4 separate regions of the Sus scrofa genome follow, and regions 1, 2 and 4 are each linked to region 3. Evidence: chromatin contacts called from public Hi-C, HiChIP or PLAC-seq and promoter capture Hi-C data. All regions are on one chromosome and are shown on one strand. The core of a region is the stretch at or near the end of the contact, and the rest is flanking DNA. Distances in the headings are between cores, read along the strand shown. Region 1 holds the start of AP3D1 (AP-3 complex subunit delta-1). Region 2 holds the start of C2H19orf35 (putative uncharacterized protein C19orf35 homolog). Region 3 holds the start of REXO1 (RNA exonuclease 1 homolog). Region 4 holds the start of DAZAP1 (DAZ associated protein 1).

The links. Promoter capture Hi-C pulls out the DNA fragments that hold promoters and counts their contacts. A called contact is a pair of places that touch in the nucleus more often than the background predicts. HiChIP or PLAC-seq counts read pairs in DNA pulled down with a chosen protein or histone mark.
Region 1: a contact with region 3 is called in a Hi-C map of liver, with 5 times the contacts expected there. The contact joins the promoter of AP3D1 here to the promoter of REXO1 in region 3. A contact is called at or near these places in 3 of 47 Hi-C or Micro-C datasets (heart right ventricle, liver and skeletal muscle) and 1 of 2 datasets of contacts at active chromatin or transcription factors (alveolar macrophages).
Region 2: an H3K27ac HiChIP or PLAC-seq map of alveolar macrophages shows a contact between it and region 3. The contact joins the promoter of C2H19orf35 here to the promoter of REXO1 in region 3. A contact is called at or near these places in 1 of 5 promoter capture datasets (fetal liver), 1 of 47 Hi-C or Micro-C datasets (subcutaneous adipose tissue) and 1 of 2 datasets of contacts at active chromatin or transcription factors (alveolar macrophages).
Region 4: a promoter capture Hi-C map of fetal liver shows a contact between it and region 3, with 2.7 times the contacts expected there. The contact joins the promoter of DAZAP1 here to the promoter of REXO1 in region 3. A contact is called at or near these places in 1 of 5 promoter capture datasets (fetal liver) and 1 of 2 datasets of contacts at active chromatin or transcription factors (alveolar macrophages).

Annotation. Positions count from the first base shown.
Region 1 is chr2:76,425,881-76,430,226 of Sscrofa11.1, forward strand. It overlaps AP3D1 (AP-3 complex subunit delta-1), which reads left to right and starts at 2,563. Exons shown (of 32, transcript XM_021084197.1): 1 at 2,563-2,916. The coding sequence starts at 2,821.
Region 2 is chr2:76,282,786-76,286,927 of Sscrofa11.1, forward strand. It overlaps C2H19orf35 (putative uncharacterized protein C19orf35 homolog), which reads left to right and starts at 2,378. Exons shown (of 4, transcript XM_013987302.2): 1 at 2,378-3,185; 2 at 3,603-3,688. The coding sequence starts at 3,607.
Region 3 is chr2:76,692,739-76,696,987 of Sscrofa11.1, forward strand. It overlaps REXO1 (RNA exonuclease 1 homolog), which reads left to right and starts at 1,531. Exons shown (of 16, transcript XM_003123002.4): 1 at 1,531-1,809. The coding sequence starts at 1,653.
Region 4 is chr2:77,067,681-77,071,827 of Sscrofa11.1, forward strand. It overlaps DAZAP1 (DAZ associated protein 1), which reads right to left and starts at 2,804. Exons shown (of 12, transcript NM_001244506.1): 1 at 2,653-2,804. The coding sequence starts at 2,681.

The sequences.
Region 1 (4,346 bases), core at 1,313-3,812, 270 kb before region 3:
GAACCACAGCAGTGACCATGCCAAATCCTTAACCCACTGAGTCACCAGGGAACTCCCTGTGTATATTCTTTTGTGTTTGGCTTATTATGTTCATATTGTATCTGTGTAATTCATCTATTTTGTTCTGTGTATTAGTAATTTTTCATTTTCATTGTTGCACAGTATTCCACAGTTTGACTATACCACAAGTTATATATCCATTTTTTCTTGATGGACATTTGGATCATTTTGAGTTTTTGGCTAATATAAATACAGTTACTTTGACTATCCTTGATCAGGTCCTTTGGTGGATGTGTTTATGCATTCTTTTGGGAACAGTAGTAGAATTTCTGTGTCAGAGGGAACAGGTATATTAGCTTTAAAAGATACAGCCAGACAGGCTTCTGTTGTAACTGTATAGTTTTACATTTCTACCTCAAGTGTAAGACAGGAGAGTTCCAGTAGCTCCACATCCCTGCAACACTTAATATCCTCAGTCTTTTTTGTTTTGTTTTGTTTTGTTTTTTTGTATTTTGTCTTTTTAGGGCCGTACCTGCGGCATAGGGAGGTTCCCAGGCTAGGTAGGGGTTGAATCGGAGTTGTACCTGCCCACCTATACCACAGCCAAAGCAATGCAGGATCCAAGCCTCATCTCTGACCTACGCCACAGCTCACGGCAACACTGGATCCTTAACCTACTGAGTGAGGCCAGGGATCGAACCTGCGTCCTCATGGATACTAGTTAGTTTCCTTAACCACTGAGCCACTACTGGAACTCTTCAGTCTTTCTAAATTTAGCTATTCTTCCAGAGTCCAGAACTATATCAGTGTGGTTTAAATTTACACTTTCTTGATGATTGAGGTAGATGGCCACTTGGATGTCTTCTTTTGCGATATGCTTTATTCATAAATTTTTGCTGTGTGTGCCATATTTTTATTTATTTATTTATTTATTTACTTATTTATTTATTTTATTTTTTTGTCTTTTTGTTGTTGTTGTTGTTGCTATTTCTTGGGCCTCTCCCACGGCATATAGAGGTTCCCAGGCTAGGGGTTGAATCGGAGCTGTAGCCACCGGCCTACGCCAGAGCCACAGCAACGCGGGATCTGAGCCGCGTCTGCAACCTACACACAGCTCACGGCAACGCCGGATCGTTAACCCACTGAGCAAGGGCAGGGACTGAACCCGTAACCTCATGGTTCCTAGTCGGATTCGTTAACCACTGTGCCACGACGGGAACTCCCCATATTTTAACTGAATTGTCTTTTTCTTTTTGGTGTTTTTTTTGTTTTGTTTTTTGTTTTTGCTTTTTAGGGCTGCACCCATGGCATATGGAAGTTCCCAGGCTATGGGTTAAATCAGAGCTCTGTCTGCCCACCTATACCACAGCCACAACAATGTGGGATCTGAGCTGTGTCTGTGATCTTCACTGCATCTCATGGCAGTGCCAGGTCCTTAAGCCACTGACCAAGGCCAGGGATTGAACCTACATCCTCATGATTACTAATCAGATTCGTTTCCACTGTGCCACAATGAGAACACCTCTTTTCGTTTTGTAGGAATTTTTTGTTTGGTTCTGCTTTATTTTCTGTTCAGGTATATTGTGGATATAAATCCTTTGGCAGATACATGTGTTGCTAATATCTCATTACAGTTTGTGGCTCGCTTTTACTCTCTTAGTGGTGGATCCTGGTGGGCAGGAACCACTTGTATCTCATTCACTTGGGAGGGAGGCCTGGCATAAAGTAGGTGCTCAATAAGTTTTCCTTGAATGGGGGAGTTCTCCCTGTGGTGCAGTGGGTTAAAAATCCCCCATTGTCTGAGGCAGCGCGGGTTAGATCCCTGCCCGTAGCAGTAGGTTAAGAATTCAGTGTTTATCACAAGGCTGTAAATCAACTATATTTCAATAAAACTTTTTAAAATGAAGGAAAACAAAAAAACCGAGTTGTTGCAGCTGCAGCTCAGATTGGATTCCTGGCCAGGGAACTTCCATATGCCCTTGGTGCTGCGGGAAAAAGAAAAAAAACTTCTTGAGTGAATAACTGGATTGAAGTCCTAGCTCTGGTCCTCAGCTTCTCCAGGTGGGCATGTTAATCCCTGTCTGCCCATATGATAGGATTTTGTGAGACGTTCTGGAGACAGAGTCGAATTTGGAGGTTCTCAGACAGTGTCAGCTTTTACAATCAGAAAGGGCGGAGCTGGATCCTTCTCCAGGAACCTGCCTGGGAAACTCCACGTGGGCGCCCCGCCCATAGCAGGCTCCACCCACAGCTGGGCTCTCTTACGCCTGTCACTTAGCTGAGGGGCGGGGCAGAGAGGGCACGCCAAGGGGGCGTGGTTACAACCTTGAACGGGGAAGTAGGTGGAGCTAATGATGTCACTGACCAATGAGAGGGAAGAGTCTTGAGCCGTAGAGAGCAAGGCCGAAGGGCCCTGTGATCGTTGTCTGCGTTTCCATTGGGCGGCTTGGCGTTGTTAGGGAAACGCAGTAAGTTGAAGGGGAGGGGTTTCTAGGGAGGCGGGGCTCCCGGGGGCGGGCCGCCGGGACTCTGCTAGGGCCGTCAGCTGACCGGCCGCCATCTTGTCCGCCATTTGCAAGCGGCTCGGCGCGGAGCCGGAGGGAAAGGGAGCGCGGCCTGCCCAGCGGGTCGTCGCCGCCGCCGCCCCCGCCCCCGCCCCCGCCACCCCGCCGACCGCCGCCGACCTGGCCTGAGAACCCGCCCCACCGCGGCGGCCGGCAGCGCAGCGCTCCACGGGCGGCAGGCGAGGCCCCCTTGCCCCTTCAGGGCACCCGGCCGCGCGTCTCCCAAGTCTCGAGCCCGGCGGTGGCCGCCGCCGCGATGGCTCTCAAGATGGTCAAGGGCAGCATCGACCGTATGTTCGACAAGAATCTGCAGGACCTGGTGCGCGGCATCCGGAACCATAAGGAGGACGAGGTGAGCCCGGCGCGCTGAACCTGGCCGGGCTTCTTGCCCTGACCCCAACCCCGTTCGATCCCGAATCGGTCCTACCCGGCAGGACCCAGACAGAGGCCCCGCTCCTGGCTTGAGCCCCGCCTGCCTATCCGCCCTGGATTTACGCACGCTCCGTCCGCGAGCCTCAGTTTACCCGCTCGGCGGTGGGGGCCCGCCTCCTCCTCCCCGAGGGTAGCCCCGGAAGAGGCTTGGCAGTGTCGTCACACACACCCAGTGCCACTGGCCCAGCGGCGGCTCTCCCGTCTTGAGCATGTTTCTGGATTTCTTGTTCAAAGTGCAGGACCCCCACCCCACCCCAGGTCTTGGGCTCCTGTTTAGGGGACCTTGTCCGTAGGTCGCCCCCAGAGGGAACCCCTTATGGGATTAACGCAAGTCCAGATCGCTCCCTGGTGCCCGGCTTGGAACTGGGCCTAGCCTCCTGGGCCGGTATTCCCACCCCGCCCCTGGAAGATGGCCAGGCCGCCACTCTTGGGGGCAACGATGGGGGGACAGCGGAAGCCCTAGGCCAAAATAAGGAAACCCCTCAGGGGTCCTGCAAGGGAGAAGCCGACTTCAAGTAGAAACTCCACAGCCAGGAAGGAAAACGCTTTCCAGAAATCATAGTACAATCGTGGGCACCATTTTCATCTCTCCCCCATCCCCCCAACCTGTGACCTAGATTTAGGAGGAATTGGGCGAGTTAGTGACCACCGGGCTGCTGGCTTCCAAGGAAGAAGGCCCAAGCCTACAGTTACGCAGTGGGACAGGGAAGAAAGTCCCCCTTTCCCTGCTGGAGGGAGAGGCTGCCCTAAGGAGAGCAGCTGTATGATCTTGTGCCGATCCTAGTGCCAGAGGCCGCCTAGCCCTCCTCACAATGGCGCCGGGCAAGCCCAGCATTACAGAGAGGAAGGTGCAGAGAAGTTAAGGAATTTGCCAGGAGGCACCAAGGGCCCTAGGCTCCAGCTCTGTTCTTCTGCTAGGAGCCTGAGTTCCTGCCTCTTTGTTACACTTTTTCAGAACGGGTGTGACCTCGCTGACATGTAACTAGGTTTTTTTAGCTCATTTCCGGCACCCCTTCTCTTCTCTGGGTTCGTTTGGGATTAGCAGCATGTTGGAAGCTGTGGTCAGTTGTGCTGGTAACAAGTGTATTTGACCCTGGTCTGATTTCAGTTTCGTTGTGAGTTGAGAGAGTGGCTGGTTGGGCTGCATTTCAGGTGCTGAGCATGGCTAAGCTAATTTGGAAGGTGCTTGTACCCCTAGGTTCCTTTCCGCACTGAGTGCCCTCCAGCCTCTCCCCTCCTTTGGTGGAGATTTTGAAGCAGTCGTTTCCCTGGGTTCTGAGGCTCAGGGGCCTTTCTGATGGAGGAGTTCACACTCCAGTTAGGATGTCTGGATTTAGGGGTGTGTGCCCA
Region 2 (4,142 bases), core at 1,128-3,627, 410 kb before region 3:
ATAGAGCCCACAGCACAGCAGTGACCCAAGCCACAGCAGTGACAACTGCTGGATCCTTAACCCAATGAGACACTAGAGAAGTCCCAAAGCCTTTTGAATAAAGACAGGATCCACCTTGCCCTGGCATGACCCTTCCTCACTCTCAACACCCTAATCCTGGCCCTGGTTCCAATAAAACTTTATTTACAAAAACAGCCAGTCAGCCCAGGGGCCATAGTTTGCAAATAAGATTTTTAAAAAACATAAAGAGTTCCCACTGTGGCTCAGCAGCTAGTGAACTTGACTAGCATTCATGAAGACGCGGGTTCAGTCGATCCCTGGCTTTGCTCAGTGGGTTAAGGATCCGGCATTGCCGTGAGCTGTGGTATAGGCCAGCGGCTTCAGCTCTGATTGGACCCCCTAGCCTGGGAACCTCCATATGCCTCGGGGTTGTGGCCCTAAGAAGACGAAATACAAAAGAAAAATATATATATATATATATATTACATTAAGGAGTTCCTTTTGTGGCTCAGTGATTAATGAACCTGGCTAGGATCCATGAGGATGAGGGTTCGATCCCTGGCCTTGCTCAGTGGGTTAAGGATCCAGCCTTGCCGTGAGCTGTGGTGTAGATGGCAGACGCGGCTGGAATCTGGCATTGTTGTGGCTGTGGTGTAGGCCAGCAGCTGCAGCTCTAATTTGACCCCTAGCCTGGAACCTCCATATGCCTCAGGTGTGGCCTTAAAGAGAAAAAATTAAAAAGAATTCATAGTTGGCAAGAGTTTGAGCAGAGGCCACTTCCTTAGCACCTCTGGTCCCTTCTCTTCCACACAGAACAGCCCAGGAATTGTGGAATCCTTGTCCGGTATAATTTGCAGACTCTTTCTCAAGCCCACCATCCTCCCATTGCATGATTTTGAAATCCACCAAAATCATAGGCAGCCTCATGGACTAAGGACAGAGAGTATAAATTCTGTGAATTACAGAAGCCAAGTGCTGGGAAAGAAAAAATATTGAATCAAGTTATGGACCCTCATTCTGGAAACGCTGGGAGTCAGCAGGTCAGTGTTGCCCAAAACGCAGGAGGACACCCACTTGGAGGACTCCATGAGGCAAGTCTGTCTCCTTTCCCACACCCAGGGTCATCCAGCAACAGCCCATGAATGCCCCCCAGCCCAGCCTGGACCTGCTGTGTGACCCTGTGTGGACTACAGCCCTCTCTGGGCTCACTGCCCTTGAGGGAAATGAGAGGGGGCCAGGGAAGAACCTGAGCGTGAAAGATCTCAAACTACAAAGCAAAAATGTCTGCATCTGCAGTGATTTCTTGGGTCGTCATTACAGTGGGGGAGGGGCTGTGTTTGCAGCTAGGTTGTCTTTCCTGACAGCAGCCCAACAGGGTGAGCCTTAGGCCCCCAAACAGTGGTTTTTTTGTTTTTTTGTTTTTGCTTTTTAGGGCCACACCTGCTACATATGGAGGTTCCCAGGCTGGGGGTCTAATCGGAGCTACAGCTGCCGGCCTATGCCACAGCCATAGCCACAGACACAGCAATGCCAGATCCGAGCCACGTCTGCAACCTACATTTCATCTCATAGCAATGCCAGATCCTTAACTTACTGAGCGAGGCCAGGGATCGAACCCACAACCTCATGTTCCTAGTCGGATTCGTTTCTGCTGTGCCACAAATGGAACTCCCCAAACAGTTTGGACACTGTGTGCTTAAGCTAGAATTTCACACTGCCTGGTTTTCCCAGGTTTTTACCATTCTTGATTTTCCATGTATGGTAATTCTTTTTGGTCACACCTGCTAACATGTGGAAGTTCCCAGGGCAGGGATCAAACCCGTGCCACTGCAGCCACCTGATCTGCTGCAGTGACAACGATGGATCCTTAACCTGCTGATCCACCAGGGAATTCTCCAGTATGGTAAATCTATCTCAAATGTTTTTTTCTTTTTTTTTTTTTTTTGGTTTTTAGGGCTCCACCTGTGGCATATGGAAGTTCCCAGGCGAGGGATCAAATTGGAGCTGCAGTTGCTGGCCTACACCACAGCCACAGCAACGGGGATCTGAGCCACATCTGCACCACAGCTCATGGCAAAGCTGGATACTTAACACACTGAGTGAGACCAGGGACCGAACCCACATCGTTATGAATGCCAGTTGGGTTCATTTCCACTGAGCCACAGCAGGAACTCCTCAAATGTCTTTCTTTCTTTTCTTTTCTTTCTTTCTTTTTCTTTTTTTTTTTTGTCTTTTTAGGGCCATTCCCGTAGCATATGGAGGTTCCCAGTCTAGGGGTCGAATTGGAGCTATAGCTGCCAGTTTACTCCAGAACCACAGCAACGTGGGATCTGAGCCTTGTCTGGGACCTACACCACAGCTCACAGCAACACCAGATCCTTAACCCACTGAATGAGGCCAGGGATCAAACCTGCATCCTCATGGATGCCAGTCGAGTTCGTTAACCCCTGAGCCACAATGGGAGCTCCTCGAATGTCTTTTTCTAAATAAATGCATTAAGGCAGTGGGGACAGGGAAGTGAGATGATTACACGTTAATGAAAAATCCAGCTAGTGTGGCTGTCAAGAGGCAGCAAGCAGGGACCACTTTTCTTTATTTGCTGGAACACAGAGAGGGGTGGTGTTTGCCCAGCGTCACACAGCAAGTCAGAGCTGAGCTGGAGCTGAGCTGGTGCTTAGGCAGCAAACTGCTCCCAGTCCAAGGGTCCTAGGATTGGCAGGAAGTGGGGTGCTTGCACTGGGGGCTTCTCAGACAGTCCTGCAGGGAGACGTGGCTCTGGAGGGGTGAAAACCTCAGAGAGAAGGGTCACCCAGTCAAACTTCTCCTTAAACAGTTGCTGCTGGAATTCCCTGCCCTCCCCAAAGGTACAGGGGTCTAAAATGTCTTGCTTCCCTCTGTCTCTCTGAGTTCCCCCCTACTGCCCACCTTGTGTAAACTTTAGGACTTCTCCCAGTCTTCTCATCTCCCCCCATCCCTTGTAGCCCTGGAACCAAGGCCAGCAGTCATGGGGAAGTAATGCATAAAGCACCCCCCCCTGCCCCAGCCTGCGGTCTAACAGTTGTCTGGGCATTTCCGGTTCACTGCCAGCAACCGGTCAGACAGTCCGGCAGGCCAGGGGCTGCAGCTATTGGGAGTTTGCACCCAAGGCCCCCCCTCCCTGCCCCAAGGTCACACCAGTCCTGAAGGTAGGCCATTCCTGGAGGGGGTGGGGTGGGGTGGAGGGGGTGGGGTGGGGAGGGGGTGGGGTGGGGCAGAAATGGCCAGTTTTCAAGGTTGGGGTGACCTGGAATCTGGGTGGGGCAGGGCTGGGGGCCGGGCTGCTGTTGGCAACTGCACAGCTGAAGGGGGCTGAGCTCTGGGGAAAAGGCCTAAGCTTGGGTCCCTGAATACTGTCACCAGCCTCAAGCTGTCCCCTCCCCCCCCACACCTCTTGCCCTCACAGCTGGATGTCCTGCCCATGTCACAAAGAGTCAGGGCACTTTCCATTGCCCTGAAAAGTTGATGGGTGACATTTGCCCAGAGAAGTCAAGCAACCCTCCCAGGGCCACACAGCAGGTGCAGGACCCCACCCACACATGCCCTGTACTCTGACCTTCCCCCAGCAGCATGAGTGACCCGGAGCCACCCACTAAGACCACCGGGGTCAACACCCCCACCTGGCCTACTCAGCCCACGTACAGCAACCTTGGTGAGCGCTGGGGTGGGGCCCTGGGTGGGATATGGGACAAGTGGCTGTCCCAGGCAGCCAGAGCATAGAGGTAAAGTCTCTCGTTACCTTCTAAAGAATGCTCTGCCCAATGATGGTTTAACTTGATTATAGCAGCTTTTAAATTATCTTTAATAAGCTCTTTGTTTAAAGAAAAAAAAAATAGCTGGCTTTCACTAGCTTGTAAAAATGAGGAAACGAGTTCAAAAAGGCTCAGTCACCTGGCCAGAGCCACACAGGGAAGTGGGGGTCGCCCATGCTGGGCCGGATGTTTCTCTGCCTCTGACCTGTCCCTCCTCTGAACCTTCGTTTCCTCATGTGTAAACTGGAGAGGGCATTCTTAACCCACAGGGTCGTTGGGCTGGCTGGTATTTTTTCCATTTTAGACATGAGGGAATCAAAGCTGAGGCTGGAGTCGTGGGCCCAGGACCACACA
Region 3 (4,249 bases), core at 281-2,780:
GCAGCCACACAGGCCTCCTTGCAGTTCCTCCAACAAGCCTGGTGCCGCCTTTGCCCTGGGGCCTTTGCACATATTGTGCCCTCTGCCTGGAATGCCTTTACCCTAGATGCCTGCTTGGCTTTCTCCTTGAACTGCTCAAATTCCACTTCCCCATCAGACTCCATGGACCACCCCTTTCCCCAGCTCCCTACTCTCCCTATCACCCATCCTCCAGAAGAGCACTCTCGGCCTTGTACTTAAGTATCTCCTTTACTGATCTCCTGCTGTCTCTCTTCTAGAACGCTACTACTGCCAGGGTGGGGATCTATGCTTTGTTCACTGATGTCTCTAGCACTGGGTCTGGCACTCACATAGTAGGTCCTTGGTAAATATTTGTTGAGTAAATAACCAAGGTCAGTCAGTGAGTACAGAGGAAGCATCTAGTAAGTGCAAGCTCAGGGGTGACCTGACTTCACCTCACTAGCATTGTCAGGGCCAGGCTGAGGGGTCCTCCCTCCTCTTGGCGGTGGAAGAGGCGCTGGCATCGAGAGACCCCTGGGGTGAGGGGTCTCAGGCCCAAATGCCACCGGGGCCAGGTGGCTGAGGTAAGGATAGATGGGCTGGGAGAGGGAGGAGATGACCTGCACAGACTGCACCCCCACCCTGTGCTCACACGGGGATCCTTGGCAATTGCCAGCTGGCGGGCAGGCTGGGAATTGTAGTTTTATGAAGCATCTCCCCCAATTTAAATAAAGGGCAACAAACAAATTTACATCATTTGAAAAACTAGTACTGAAACAAAACTGGTACTCAGATACATATACACACATGTTCACAGAGGCTCAATTCACAACAAACAGGCGGAAACCACCTGAATATCTATTATCTGATGAACAGATAAAATACGGTTTAGGGTCAATATTTGGTGGACAAATGAGTAAATCGGAATAGGGTTCCGCTGGTGGACCTGGGGATGAGATTTCAGACAAGAGTCCAGTGGGAGTCCACCCGGAGCCCAAGTCGAGGGACCTCCGCAAGCCTCTGCTTCAACGAGTGCAAAACGTGAGCACTAATTCGAAGTCAACCCGGGCGGAGTTGAGTTTCAGAGCCTGAGCTGGGTAACTCCGGTGCAGATCTCCAGGTGCAGGTGAGACACGCCCGCAGGACTCGTGTTGACCAGCAGAGGGCGCCTCAGGGAGACGTGCTAATAAAACTAATTAAATGCACCTAAGCCACAGCTGGACTATGAGGGGGGCCTTTTTTTTTTTTTTTGATCAGGCGTGCCGTGGACAGCTCCAGGCGCCGCAGGGGTCTGGGGCTCAAGATGGCGCTGTTGCCGCCACCGAGGGCCAGGCGGCGGCGCCGGCGAGGCTCCCGGAGACAGTAGGCAGGGCGTCTCGCCCCCACCACCCCTACCCCCGCGACTGCCTGTCCTGGGCCATGGGTCCATGACCCTCCTTGGGGCCGCGGGAGCAGGTGTTTCTGATCAGGCGCACTTCGGGCAGCTGCTCCCGAGGTCCCTTGCGGCGGCGTCCCGGGGGCCTCCGGGGACCTCGGAGCAAGATGGCGGCGGCAGCGGGGTCCGTGAGGCGCGGGCGGCGGCGACCGCGGCGCCAGTGAGGGGCCCGTGGGCCCGGGCGGCTCCGGGCCGCGGCCCCGCCGCGGGACGGACCATGCTACGTTCCACCGGCTTTTTCCGGGCCATCGACTGCCCGTATTGGGCTGGGGCGCCCGGGGGGCCCTGCCGGCGGCCCTACTGCCACTTCCGGCACCGCGGGGCCCGGAGCCCGGGCGCACCCGGGGGAGGCGGAGCGGCGTCCCCCGCAGCAGGTAATGCCCGCCCCGGGCTCAGCACTCCGGCGCCCGGGCTTCCTTGGCCCCCAGTTCCCCGCCCAACCTTCTTCTCTCTCGCTCGCGGGCGACGTGTCCCCAAGTCCGGGCCACCTACCCGGGGCCCACGTTGAGCGACCTCTGCAAACCTCTGCTTCAACGAGTGCAAAACGTAAACAACGAAGGGACCCGTTCTCCTAGAGGCGTCGCAAGGGTGGAGCGCGCCGGGCTCGGGAAAGGAGCGCGGCCGACACTGGTTGGCAGGCCCGAGCTCATGCCGGGGGAACCGTTCCCGCCGCCTCCCCGGCCCCGAGTGCTCGTGGCAGCCCTTGTTTACTTCTGCGCTTCTTCGGCCGCCGCGCCGCTGATTGTGGCCTCTCTTGTTTACAGTAGCAGTCTAGAGGATCTTGCTTAGGAACCTGGGCTGTGTGTTGAGCCGTGTGCCAACATATCCACTTGCTTGTGTGTGTGTTGGGGTGGGGGTCAGGCTTCCAAGTGAACGTTTCTAGATTGAGCATTACAGTACCGTGGTGATTATCAATGTCGCGGCAGAGTTCGGTGAGAGCTGCCCGGGGTCACGCTGCTTGTGGGGAGTGTGGGACTTGAGCTGTTAAGAATGGGGGCAAAAAGAGGGGCACCGCGAGGAAAGGCTTGCAGGGATGTCCTTACTCCGGAGGGGAACTCGGGCTCTCACTGGGGCTCCTGTCCTTCAGGACTGGGCTCCCCTTTTCTTTCAGGCTCATATTCTTCATTCGGCATCCTCTCTCTTTCCCCATGAAAGAATCCCCATCTCAGAGCCTTTTAACTTTCAAAGAGGAGCGCCCTTGCTAAGATTAAATAATGGGCTTGTTCTCCCATTTTGCCAGAAAAAAAAAAGGAGGGGGTAGCATTTTCTCAAATTTCCATTGTAAGTTTGTCCTGACTTTTTGCACCTGCCACCCACTGTTCACAGCCAGCCAGATGCAAGCATTGGTTGCCTGGCTCCACATTTGTGCCAGGCCTGGGGCTGTGTGCATTGTGGGCCCTGCTCTCAGGAACTTACCCCTGAGGAGGGAAGCTGGCCTGGCCCACAGGTGCCTTAGTTTCCAGCGGTGCCTTACCCCCAGCTGAGTGTCAACGGCCTCCCGGTGTCCTTTTTCAACTCAAGACAGTGCAGTTTTCAATCCATCTATTGACCGACTTGGCCTGGCCTGGCGAGTGATGCTCCTTACCATTGGGACAGATAGGGAGGGACCATGCCCCCAGCAGCAACTTGTCTGCAGACTCCACATGGCCTTCCAGCCTTCTGAACTCTGGAGCTCTGGTCTCTCTTCTTGGGCGTTCATCCTGTGCTATTCATTTCTTGAATGGCCAGTGACTTTCCCAGAGGCCAGGTTTTGAGAGCCCATTTGGTGATGTTGCCCTGTCTGCTTCCCTTCCCACAGGAGAAAAGGCCACTGCCTACCCCCGATCCCCGTGCATCTGCATTTTGTTTCGCAGGTGAGAATAAGCAGTCCTTTTCCCGTCTCTGGTGGGGGGTGGCCTCTGTTACCTTCTGGTGGAATTCTGCCTTGCCCTAGAGAGGCAGGGTTGGAGCCCAGCTCAGCCTCTTTCTTGCCATGGGGCCTCTCTGACACTCTGTTTCATCTTCTGGTCATGCTCACGGGGTAGCCCTCTGAGTGGGCCAGGGGATAGTGTGCACCTAGACCTCCCCCTCCCTTACAGCTGCCCCCTGCTCCAGATTTTGATAACCCTGTTTCCTGTTGGGTTTGGAGACTCTGCAGCAGTCCAGGCTCTGGCTGGGTCCACTTGTGACCAGATAGACAGCCCAAGCAGAGGTGCTCTGGCAAGTGTGGGCTGGGCAGGGATGCTGAGGTCCTGGGTGTTGGCTGCCTGCCTGCAGGTGGGGTGTGCAGCCCTGTGTGACCCAGCACCAGTGGCCTTGGGTTGATGGCCTCCTGAACCTTCCAGCAGGGTCTGAGGCCCATGCAAGGGCTAGGCAGGCATACCGTTCTTTCTGGCCCTCAGATCCATCCTCCTGTGCTCCAGGACCCCTACCTCCTGCTCTTGGACTAGGGGGAGTGCCCCAGTTATTGCCGCATACCCTCGTGTTCTTCATCCTTGACCTTGACCAGTGGGCGGGATGGTCATCCCCATTTCCCAGATGAGGAAACTGGGTCCCAGAGAGGGACAGCCACATGCCTGTGTACACATGGCTGGTAAGTGGGGGACATGGGGTGGAGTTTTGGCTGTCAGGCCCTTGACCCTCACTACTTCTTGCCAGTTTCTCTTGTCAACATCCGTGGGACCTGGGTCCCATCACGCATTGTGCTCCATCTTCCCCTGAGGCCAAGAGGTAATACTGAGACCTGGGAGAGGCAGTATTGAGGATGGGCCTGGAGGAAGACCTGCTTGTGGGGGAGGCCAGGGTGACCCTAGCTGGGTAGTAGTGACAGCATCA
Region 4 (4,147 bases), core at 1,554-4,053, 380 kb after region 3:
CATGGTTCAGTGGTAAGAAACCCGACTAGTATCCATGAGGATGTGAGTTCAATCCCTGGCCTTGCTCAGTGGGTTAAACCTCTGACGCTGGTGTTGCTGTGGCTGCTGCACAGACCTGCAGCTACAGCTCTGATTTCACCCCTAGCCTGGGAACTTCCATATGCCATGGGTGCGGACCTAAAAAAAAACAAAACAAAGACTCAAACTCAAAAGTGCAGATCCCCAACCCAAGGGAACAGCACCCAGGCACAAGCTTCCTGAAGATGTGGGTCCCTGTCAAGGAAAGGGGAAGAGCCCCTCTGCCTTGGGAGGGGCTGACCAGATACCAAAGCAGAGGTGGTGTGAGGTGAGGGTGGGTGTCATCAGGGATCAGGACGCAGAGCGTCACATCCTAATAACATGCACCACCATCACTTCATCCAAGCACAACACACAACACACACACACACACACACACACACACACACACACACACACACACACACGGTGACCACCCCAAGGTCAGCAACTATGGTCCCCTCGCAGGAAATGCCAATGTGGCCTGTCGTCAGGGAGCTGGACGGGGTCACAGGCACTATAGGAGCACAGTTACACAGAGCACTGAAGTCAAGTGAATCTGGACTTGCAACATCAAACAGAAACAAGGCTCCTACATAAAACTGAAACTGGTCAATTCTTTTAGACAAAGCAATAAAGTTTCTGGGACATCTGAGATCGACAACTTTAAAATTCAGGTTACTCAGGTTGCCAGGATGGGGAGGGGAACAGAGCCAGGCAAGCCCCTAATCCCCAACCTGGTTCTACTTCTTGCTGTGCAGCCTCCCCTAGTTGCCTGTGGGTCTGTGGTGCTGAGGGTGGAACCCTCCAGACAGCCTTAGATCCCAGGAGTTGTTGCAAGTTGTTGGGGAGAAATGGCAGACACCCCATCTGGCAGTCTCCTCCTCAAGGGGACACCAATCCAGGGCTCTCTTCCTTGGTTCATGTGGAGCAGCTGTGAAGCCACTGACTCTCCCCTGAGACTCTGCCCCTTTTCTGTGGCTCTTTCTCTCTCCTTACTTCCTAGCTTCCCATCGGAAGCACGCTGCAGCCTGTCATTTACCCAAAGCATACAACTCACCCTTCAAGTGCCTGGAGCTGTTTCCTAAAGAAACCAGGCCAGGAATTAAACGCCTTCCTTCTGGTCCTCTAAGTGGGAGGGGGTTTTTGGAGTGGGGAGGCCACAAATCACATTTGATGTCCTCTGGTATAACCTGCAGCTGGAGCCAGGCAGGGGCTCAGTGAGGCCAGCCACCCACCAGCAAACAATGACTTACTCACCAAATCAAGCATTTTGTAAACACCTCATCTGTTCAAAGCTAAGGCCACTGAAAAATGTACACAAGGCCACGGAAACCCAGCCCAGGCTGTTTTGCCATCTTCCCAGAATTTAACTGTAAAATTACGCTGATGCTGTAGGAGCCAGTCTCTGCAAAGAAAACTAGACCAAACCCCTAGACCAGAGCAGAATTGGATTTTCTGGTTCCTCTGGGATCACTTCTCTCATCTACAGCCCGTTTAGCATTAGGCAAAGCTATAATTAAAAGGGAAAACCTAGCTATAACAAACCTCCTCTAATAGCTGCACCAAAGAGAAAGACCTCTGAAGCAAAGCTGTCTGTCCACCGCCGTTTCCCTTTCTCTTTATCTTAAGCACACCCATGGGGGTTAGCTGGGGGCAAAGCAGAAAGGGGCTCCAACAACAAAAAACAGTTGCAAACAACCCATCAGGTGGTGTGGAGGCGCTGAGACGGTGGGCACCACAGGGCACGAGGAGTGCCAACCAGAGATCGGCCCCATGACCTTGGCCTTCAGCCTTCGGTTTGCAAACCTTCACTTAGGAGGACAGGGGATGGTGAAGGGGACCATCGCTCGAGTTCCGGGAGGGAGAAGTTGGGCGGCGGCAGAACTGGATCCCCCCGCACCCCGGCCCGCCACGTGCGCTGACGCGCCAAGTTTGTGCACGGGCTGGGGGTGCCCTGGATCCCTTGGGTTTCTTTTCGAGGTCCCCGAGGAGAAACAGGAGCACGGGGCCCCCAAAGGGAAACCCTGGCATGCCCGGGTGCAGACAAGGTGGTTCCTAACTGGGGGTCCGCCAGCCAAGCCGTAAACTCTAGCTTGGAGGAGGGGTCCGCCCCCGGCAAAAGACTGCGAGGGCTCCCAGGTTTCCACTCTGGGTTCCCGGCCAGGAAACAGCGGGGCGCTGAGACCGCTAGGACTCCCTGGGCTCCCGGGTCCCGCTCGGGGTCTCCAGCCACAAGGCGGCGGGACGCCCGGACCCTCAGGACTCCCAGACCCTCAGGACTCCCAGTTTCCATTCGAGGTCTCTGGCCACGAGGTTATCAGGACTCCTGAACACCTCCCCCGACTCCCCGGACCCCCAGCCACGAGGTAGCAAGGCGCTCTCCCCCTCAAGACTCCTCGGACCCTAGCTTCCTGTCTGGGGTGCCCGGCCACGAGGCGGCGGGGCGTCCGGCCCCCAAGGTTCCCTCCGCTCTTCGCAGCCCCCTGCCCCACAGCAGCCGGCTCGGCGCGGCCCCGCGGCGTGACCTTGACGGGCCGGGCGGGTCTGGGCGGGGGCCGGCCGAAGCAGCGGCGCGGGCCGGCGCGTCCTCACCCGATCTCGTCGGCGCCCGAGTTGTTCATGGCGGCGGCGGCGGCGGCGGCGGCGGCGGCGGCGGCGCTCGGCGTCCGGGCCCCCTGGCTCGCTCCCGCCTCCGGAAGGTCACTGGCCCCAGCACCCTCCCCACAGCCGCGGCCCGGATCTGCGCAACGGCGACGGCCGCGCTGCCTCCTCCCCTCAGCGCCAACGGTCACCGCGCGCCCCCGCGCCCGCGCCGCCGCCCTGCGCACACCCGGGCGCGCTCCCGCACGGGGCCTCCGGGGGCGGGGCCAGGGGTGCGCCCGCGTGCTTGCGTGCGTGCGTGCGTCCGCCGGGGCCCTCGCTACCGCAGCTCGGCAACCGCAAGTCGGCCTTTCTCCTCGAGGGCTGCTAGCGTCGCAGTGGGGCACACTGGGAAATGGAGTCCTGCGCGCCGGCGGCGGCGCCGGCCCCGCCCCGAGGGCGTGCGCGTGCTGCGTGCGTGCGTGCGCGGCGGGACGCGTGCGCGGCCAGGCGCTCGGGGCTAGGCACTGCGGGGCGCAGGCGCGGCTGCGGCTTCCTTGTTCAGTCTCTAGTGGGAGGTGGCGGAGGCCTGTCGGTGTCGGCCGTGAGCTGAGGCCACGCCCACACCCCCGCGGAGCCGCTAGAGGCCAAGTTCTGCACCTGCACCTCGGTTGCGCGCTCTGCACCCCCGCCCCAGTCTCCCAGAAGATACAGACGGTCTGATAGACTCAGTTATCTGCCCAAGGTCACCCATTCAAGGGAAGAACTGGAATCAAATCCAATAGTTGGCTGTAAATCCAATGATTATGAAAACATACTGAGTCCCTGCCATGTGCCAAGCATTGTCCTGCCCTCATCTGTCCACACCGGTGGTTTTCATCCAGAATGATTCAGCCTCCCTCTCGTCCAGGGGATACTGAGCCATGCCAGTCACCACTGGGTGAGGGGGTGCTACCAGCATCTAGTGGGTGGAGGTCAGGGACTGGTAAATATCCTACAATGGGCAGGGAACGCCAAACCCAGGTCTACAATGACCCTATTAAAAGCTGATCTGTATGGTGGTGTCAGATAGTGGTCATGCTGCCTAGTGACTTTCCACTCACTGTCTCAACGTCTTGATAGCCTGACAATTAATTTATTCACCATAAAATTACATGAATGTGAGGAATGAAGGAACTAGGTCATAGGTAAGCAGTAACACATAAAACACTTAAAATGCACCTTCCTTCCATCACATTACAGTTTGCAAAGCACTTTGGCATCCATATCATCAATTACAGTAGCCTCTGAACAGGATAACTCATGAGTTGCACTTGCAAATGAGAAGCAGAGGCTCAGCAGAGGAGGAAGGATTGGCCTTAGGTGGCATGAGGCAGGTGTTCTCTCTTGCCCAGGAGTGGGGGTGGAGGACACTTAAGTTTTCCAGGTCAGAAAAGAACAGTAACACTTGGTGGGGGCTGGCTCCCTACTCTGGGGGAACGCAAACGTGGTGAATGGAGAGGAGTGT